Linked DNA regions of Mus musculus: region 2 is linked to region 1. The links are chromatin contacts, called in public promoter capture Hi-C maps. All regions are on one chromosome and are shown on one strand. The core of a region is the stretch at or near the end of the contact, and the rest is flanking DNA. Distances in the headings are between cores, read along the strand shown.

Evidence for each region. Promoter capture Hi-C pulls out the DNA fragments that hold promoters and counts their contacts.
Region 2: a contact with region 1 is called in a promoter capture Hi-C map of hippocampal neurons, with 1.9 times the contacts expected there. The contact joins the promoter of Myocd here to the promoter of Elac2 in region 1. A contact is called at or near these places in 2 of 39 promoter capture datasets (the 3T3-L1 cell line and hippocampal neurons).

The regions. Positions count from the first base shown.
Region 1 is chr11:64,976,696-64,980,735 of GRCm38.p6, forward strand. It overlaps Elac2 (elaC ribonuclease Z 2), which reads left to right and starts at 2,340. Exons shown (of 24, transcript NM_001362983.1): 1 at 2,340-2,636; 2 at 3,023-3,073; 3 at 3,212-3,282; 4 at 3,913-3,977. The coding sequence starts at 2,416.
Region 2 is chr11:65,267,984-65,272,023 of GRCm38.p6, forward strand. Myocd (myocardin) reads right to left here and starts at 2,006. Exons shown (of 13, transcript NM_146386.3): 1 at 1,661-2,006. The coding sequence starts at 1,715. It overlaps Gm30586 (a long non-coding RNA gene), which reads left to right and starts at 1,942. Exons shown (of 3, transcript XR_001780238.2): 1 at 1,942-2,280.

The DNA of each region.
Region 1 (4,040 bases), core at 1,090-3,589:
CCAAAGTTGTTGACTAAAGGATATAATTTAAGACAGGTGGTGGTGGTACATGGCTTTAATACCAGCACCTGGGAGACAAAAGCAGATGGATCTCTGAGTTTGAGGCCAGTCTGGTCTATAGAGTGAGTTCCAGGACAGCCAAAGTTACACAGAGAGACACTCTCTTGATAAAATGTGTGTGTGTGTGTGTGTGTGTGTGTGTGTGTGTGTGTGGTAAAAGCTTTAGGGGCTTAAACTAAAATGGCAGCCACTATCTTATAAAGCTCAAGATATTCAAGATTTCATAAATGTGATTTCCCTAATCTTAATCCTAACTAGCCCCAAGCAAGTGTAATTCTTCTTGTTCTTGGCTGGGTAATAGTATGTTACAACCTTTCCTTTCCTTAAAAGATGTTCAGTTATCTGGGGTTTCCCTGCCGCTCACTGGTATGATTACTTCAAGTAGGATGGTAATTGTCACAGAGCCAGTTTCATATTCAGTGAGGCTCTCCAGTAAACACCACGCCACATTCCTCAAGTGTGCTTTCTGAATTTCTAGAGGATTCAACGGAGAGCTCTGTTGTGGAGAAACCCTCAAGAGCCTCTGAAATGGTAGTAGGCCTTTTTCTCAAATGACCCACACTGGGACACGGAATGTTACAGTGACTCGCACATAGTCATCCTCTCAGTCTGCCCTCCCTCTTTCTCTGCTAGCCTAGATCCACTAAGGACCCCAGGCTGGGCTTGACCTCAGGGGAGCCATCATTCCTGGATGTTACTGTTTTGAAATGTATATGGATGTTTTTTGTGAATGTATGTTTGTACTTCAGGTGCCTAACTGATACCTGCTAAGGTCAGAAGATGTGAGTTTCTGTGGGAATGGAGTCTCAGAAGATAACTTGTGAGTCACCATGTAGGTGCTGGCAACAGAAACTCCGACCTCTCAAAAATAGTGATCTTGAACTATGATCGATCCATTTGGTCTCAGCATTAAAAAAAAAAAAAAGTGTGTGTGTCTTCCTGCCCATCCACCCAAGTTGGGAAAGGGTCTCATGTAGCCCCAGGTTCACCTCCAACTCACTATCTTGATTGTCCAGCTCCAGCCTCAGAGCCACCTGACAGTCCAGCCTCAGACATCTGACAGTCTCCCTGAATACTTGTTTAAATACATTTCCTGCAGGTGGCAACATTTTCTTCTCCATAAATTTCTATTATTTATTCTGCGTATCTCTTTAGTGCCACTCAAAGCACCGACCATCAAAGGGCCTTTAGCCAACCAAGCATGCCAAATACGACTCTGGCAGGCCTTGGCTTCACCGCCATACCCTCCATCTTGCTAAAAATCATTAGATTACATCCATAAAGCTAGACACCAAGGTCTATTCCCTTATTTGACCATTTTCTCCTCTTGAGGCTGACCACTAAGGTCCAGCTAACAAAGCACTGAAGTCCAGCCCCTTGAAAAGCCCCCTTTGGCTTATGTAATTAATATACACAATCAAAACAAACCAACTTATCCTAACATCGGATTTTTTTTTTAACCTTTATGAACTGTTATTTGCCTATGGGTCGGTCTCCTCCCTATCCAGAGGCAGCCCTTCGTGTTTCGGGTGCAAATACTCCTCTCTCCTCTCTCTTGACCCTTTTCTCTTCGTCCTAGTCTCTATCTTCTTTCTTTGTCTCTTATTCACTGCCTTTTGTCTCTCTGGGGAAAATAAATCTCCTTTGTTCTGAGAACTTGGTCTTGGGGTGTCCTAAGTCGACTTTCGAGGTCCCCACAGCCATGTTAATTCTAAATATCTCCCAAAGATAAGCACTGTTAAACTATTTCCGTCTTGAAGTAAGGAATGCAAGGCAGAGAGGACCGGCTCATAACAGCAATAAGACGCAACACTACGAAGTTTACTTAGTCTTTTCATCTCTATTCTCACGCCAAAACAAAGAATATCATCTGAAATGTGTTCTTATGGTGGAAATCAAATTAGCCAGATCTATCTCCCATGAGATCGTCACCATCATCATAAGCAAGAACAATGCAAACTTGGAATACTTTTGTCGAAGGGCAGAGCTCCTGACAGAAGACGATGAACCTGAAAAAGACTCAGTCCTTTCCCAGTAATGCCTTTCGAGTACTTGCACTCTCAGAAGTCCCGCTTCCGCCAAGTGACAGTAACCGGAAAACGTCAACAGGGAAAGCCGGAACCGGTGAGGGGGGCGGGGCCTCCGGCGACGCTCTAGCTTTCGCTTACTCTACGTCCACCTTGATTGACAGACTCCGAGCTCCAAGGCTCGTTACGATTGGATGCGGAGCTTTGGATGGGCGGGCAGCTAGCGCGGCGGCGCGCTGATTGGTCAGTTCCGCCATGCGGTGGAGGGGCGGTGCTTGTGGCGGCGTGAGGGGTCTGGCTGCCTTGTCAGCCTGGTGTGGTCGGGTGCATGTGGGCGCTCCGCTCACTGTTGCGTCCCCTTGGCCTGCGCACCATGTCGCAGGGTTCGGCTCGTCGGCCGCGGCCATCCAAAGACCCACTGCGACACCTGCGTACGCGGGAGAAGCGCGGCCCGGGTCCCGGGGGCCCGAACACCGTGTACCTGCAGGTGGTGGCGGCGGGCGGCCGGGACGCGGGGGCTGCTCTCTATGTCTTCTCGGAATACAACAGGTCAGAGTGGGCCGACAGCCCTGGGGGATTGGCCCCAGCGCCACGTGCTCGGGAGGCCTCCTGTCCAATCCTGTATATATCCCTTACCTCCCTTAGTCAGCATGGCTTTCAGGTATCCGGGCAAAACTTCCCGTGCCCCGACTCTCACCATCACCATCCCAAAGCGGGGGCCTCACCGTGAGTGTGTGGGCTAGACCGGTTTCATAAGTCGATGGGGAAAGACATCACTCCCCATTGATCTATACCAAACTACACTCTTCCGTCACTAACCAAAGAGGGCTCAAAACCTACTAGGCAGTATGAGAACCCTGTCATTTATGTCGCTGTATCTACAGTAAAGCATTTTACAGAGTATACTTGTAAGTACAGTAATGTTCCTCCTGTAGGTACCTTTTTAACTGCGGAGAAGGCGTCCAACGACTTATGCAGGAACACAAGTGAGTCAACTCCTGGCTTCTGGGGTGGAGATGATTATGGGCTTGAAAGCTGAGGTGAGAGGCAGATGAGACTTCTCAGCAGACACGGTCTCTGGTCGTCTTTGTTTCATCTGGCTGAAATGTATGTTTTTTTCTTAGACTGAAAGTCGCTCGCTTGGACAACATCTTTCTGACTCGGATGCATTGGTCAAATGTTGGGGGGTTGTGTGGTGAGTATGTGTTTGGAGGTCAGGGGCCGGTGGGAAGTTTCTGGGGGCTTAACATGGCTTGCAGCTCATTTGTTCATCTTCCTAGCCCAGGGGAGATAGAATTCCTGGTACACTAGCTTAGTCAGCTTGAGTAGGGGGTGTGAAAACCTAGACTCGGAAAAGTAGGCCTTGATATGGTTACAACCTCCACCTGGACCACAGATTTAACAACAGAGTGCTGTGGTGGGTGCTGATCAGACTCTGCAGCTGGATTCAGACACATACTGTCATCCAGACTGTGTGGCTGCCAGATTTTGAAAGCATAGTAGTATGGGCAGAGGAGAGAATGAGGTAGTGGACTGTGCCCTCCTCCCCCTTGCATAGCAGACCCTGCTCTGATGCATGGTTAGATCAATGCTAACATTATTTTCTCTTTATGTATTGTATAGTTGCTTATACCCTAGAACAGGGACACGTAGGTAAATAACTAGTATAGCCAGAAGCACCCCACCACCATGCACACACACACACACACACACACACACACACACACACACACACACACACACACATACCACATACCGGACAGGGCCTGCAGGCTAAGTTGAGAGTGCTGGATTTTTATTTATTTTCTCTTTACATTCTTTTAAGGAATGATTTTAACTTTAAAGGAAACCGGGCTTCCCAAATGTGTTCTGTCTGGACCACCACAGCTGGTGAGTGTCTCCTGGTCACCCGTTAAAACCACCTCCTTTAAAAATGGTAGCAGTCTTCATTTT
Region 2 (4,040 bases), core at 756-3,255, 290 kb after region 1:
GTGGTGGCACATGCCTTTAATCCCAGCACTTGGAAAGCAGAGGCAGGTGGATTTTGAGGTCAGCCTGGTCTACAGAGTGAGTTCTAGGACAGCCAGGGCTACACAGAGAAACCCTGTCTTAAAAAAAAAAAAAGTGGGGTTGGACTTCTTCAAAGCTCCAGGATAAAGATTCGCAGGGTCCAGGTAGAGACCTCAGGCCTGCACAATCCACTGAGTTAGGGGTTAAAATAGTGCAAACAGTTTTCCCTCTCCACCATATTTCAGCTGAGGAATTCCTTGATAAGTCTGTTTTGCAAGCCCACTATCAAGAACATCACCAAATCCTTTTAGAAATGATCCAGCAGCCTCTCCCTGTCCCTCCGTCTACCCCATTAAACTGCACGGGAGCAGTTGAAATAAACTCAGCTTTATGCAAAAACAAAAATGACATCCTTGCTCCCTCAGAAAGGTGGCAGTATTGCCTTGTGGTTTTGAGCAAATTACCAAGCATGTGAGGTCTCTGATGAACAAACTAACCACCTCACCTCAACATGGAAAGGACAAACGTGCATGGCTGACCCCGGTGGCTAGTGGTTAGGAGACACACCCCAGGCCTCCAGAGGCACTGTGGCTCCTGGCCACTTCAGCTCTTAAGTTTTCAACTTGCCTCACTAAACAATCCTTCAAGAAATCCCCAGAGTGTCCCATCCACACCTAAGGATCAGGAACAACTGAGGTGGTTACAGAGGCTCCTTATGGCCCATCACCCACTGTGCACAATTTCTGAGCCACTCATTTCAAGACAAACAGTTGAGTAGCTCCTTCAGAAGGACCAAGGGAATTGACAGAGTGAGTGGCACCAGCATCAGCCAGCACCTGTTACATGGAAGGCTCACACCAGAGCTATCCACCAAAATGTTCGTTCTTAGAAGGTGCCCTGCCATCATTGAATGGCCCTGTTACCACTGTTATAAAAGCAAGAATGGGCAAAGCTAGGTAGCCCTTCCAGGATGCGAACGAGGGAACACAATCCTGCGTCTTCTGTAGGCCCCCACGTACCCTTTCCTTATACTCACCTCTCCTGAGTGTCCCTCCAGAAGTTTCTCTGTGTGCCACTAACACAACAATTTTAGGGAAAATTGTCCATTTATAAATATCAGATGGTTTGGGAAAAAATATTTGTGGCGCTGGTTTTTTTCCCCCATGGTGATGTCATTTAAAAATTCTTGGTGTGCTCCAAATTCGCTATTTTTACTTCCTCCAAGTGACTTTTTTGGGAAATACATTTGTTTGGATTAGCTACATGTTAAGTGACCCCTAGACGTCTCACAGTCCTAGGCACATTGTCTCAGCGGTTGTAACTGATAACGCGCCCACTCTATAACTTCAGATCCTGGAGTTGCCCATTTCAACACAGTTCCTTTTGGGTCGTCCCCTTAAAAATGTCTATTTACCGATAAAGGAAAATATAGTAAAATAAAGTAAAACATTGGATTATTCGTAAACAAAACTCAAACTTAACACAGGTCAAAGGGAAGACATTTGAAGGCATTCAGTCAAACACAGTGTTCATTTTGGGGAAACAGAGGGAAGGCCGCCACCTCAGGCCCGAAGCATTCATTGTAAAGCAGTTGAGTGGTAGAGATGAAAAGTTTAAGGAGTGCTGAACGCCTTACTCTACCTGATCGGAACTTCCTTCTAATCAGCAAAGAGTGTTCAGACCCCAGGAGTGTCATGGTGAGTCTCAGCAAGCCGCTGGTCGTTGGCCAGGCGCCCCGCTTTCCACCAGAAACTGGCTCCCGGGAGCCCAGAGGACAGCAGCTAACAACCCAGAATTCATCCAACTCTTGGGGAGCTCCCTTGGGTAGGAGGACGCACAGTGGCCGCCAGTGTCCCCAGAAAACTGGCGCCTCCCCCCTCGCCGCTCGCGAGGCTAATTAACTCCCAGCAGGCAGGACCCTCCTCCTCTGAGGGTGGCCGGGAACAGCCGCATCCTAGGCGTTCCTGGCTGATGTCATAGGCTGCCAGCGGTCGCGGAGTACCGCCACCACGCCTTTATGAAGGTCCCAAGTTTGCTATCTGATCCTCTTTACTACTGACAGGAGATCAGCCAATCAGGAGCGGTGAGCGGGGCCTGGGGACCAGACGCGGCCCCAGGAGTCTTAACAGCCGGCTCTTAACTCTTTGCAGAATAGTGCGCCAAGGCTGCTTGCCCAGGCGGGAGTCTCTGCACTGGCACCCCTAAATCGGATGCCCGAAGGCTGCAGGCGGCGCCCGGCGTGCAGGTGGCGCCTGGCGACGGTAGGAGTGTATCTGCTTGTCCTAGGTGTGCATGTCCCTGGTGTCCCCAGCTTACTGCAGGGCTCTGGAAGGTACATCTCCAGAACGCGCTGGAGCCTGGGCCAAGAAGCTGGGTTGGCTTGCAACTCCCGGGAGCACCCGCTTCCCCTCTGTATCCGAGCGGTGGTGCTTCAGGAGACCGATGCCTGGAGCAGCTACTGAGCGGCTGAAGAAGTGGCAGAAAGTCTTTCCCTGTGGTTGGATGTTCTCTTTGGATTCACAAAAAGTTTGTGTCTGGGGACTGAGCCCAGAGTGCGATTGGTGCAAAAGTTGAGCGTACTATTGAGCACTCAACAGGGTAGGATTCGGTGGCCTGGGCAAGCCAGATCGGAAAAGTGCAGAGGTTTTTCACGTCCCTTTCATAGTGGGAAAGGGACCCAAAGAGGCGCTGAGGATGCGCGTCTCTGGGGTGCCTGGGGTGACAGGGTCCCACGTGCATCATTAAGTACAACACATGTTCTAAGACAAAGATTTAGATAGTTGGAAAAAAAACATTGAACTGCATACATACAACACACAATTTGCCACTATTTGCAACTTTATATGCACGTGAGCTCCCAGATACAATTCTTTACATCTCCCCTTTTGTCTCAAAGCTGTGAATTCTTGAAGAGAATGACAATGACAGGTGGAGGCCTAATGTAACAATATCTGTTAGGGACTAATCTCTGCCCTGATCCGGGGTCTTCTGCCTCTATCAACTGTTGCTGAAGACACCCTAGGGTGCCCAGACCTTCCTTTTTCCCATTCTCTGGGTTGCACCAATGCACTTGAATCTTGGAATTCGTTTTCTGAGATAGGTAATGCTCCTCCTCACTAAATCAGAGAGGAGGTGGAGCCCTGCTACTCAACTTCCTCTTGTGAATAGGGTTGGGCAGTACGAGCCTACAACAGGCTGCCTCCTGTGGTAGCCTGGCAGTGGTTGTGCATTCCACAAGCAGTGCTGAACTGGGCTGTTCCTGTGGGAACAGATCACAGCCGCTTTAATGGCTTACATCAATCCCGATTCATTACCTTGCAGGTTTGAAGGCTGGGAGTCAGAAACTGGTCTCACTGAGTTAAAAAAAAAAAATCAAGGTGTTGGCAGAACTGTGTTCCCTTCTGGAAGCTCATGAAGAGACTCCATTTCCTTTCCCTTTCCAACTACTAGAGGCCACCCATGTTCCTTGGCTTCCAGCCTGTTCTTCCATCTCCCAAAACAGAAATTGTGGGTCAAGTTCTTATTACATCTTATCAGTCTAGCTCCTCCCTCCCCACCTTCTGCATCTCTCTCTGAGTTAACCTTACTTTAAGGAAAAACTCTGTCAGGCTAGCTGATGATGAATCCTTATTCCCACTTGCTATGCAATGTAACATAATTGCAGATGCCTGAACTTGGAAGTGAAGGGGAAGATGTTGTATTGTGTGTTACATAGAGAAGGTCTCTCTCGTCCCAGCTCATCAAAGAAGAGAAACACAACAGAGGAAGGACTGGGAGGGGTCAGGCCCGCATGTCTAGAACAGCCCTAAGCAGGGTTGAGATGCATGGGGCAGGGGCGACTCCAGAGAAAAGAGGTAGCAGGATAAGGGACATCACAAAATTATCCCATGGAGGAAACTCTGTGAAACATGAAAAAGAAAGAATAGAAGGAAAGACCCAAAGGAATGTTTACACTGAAGACAGCAAGGCTGAGGAGATGCCCACGGCAACTTAGTGGGGCTTTCTTTATTCAGTGGGAGTT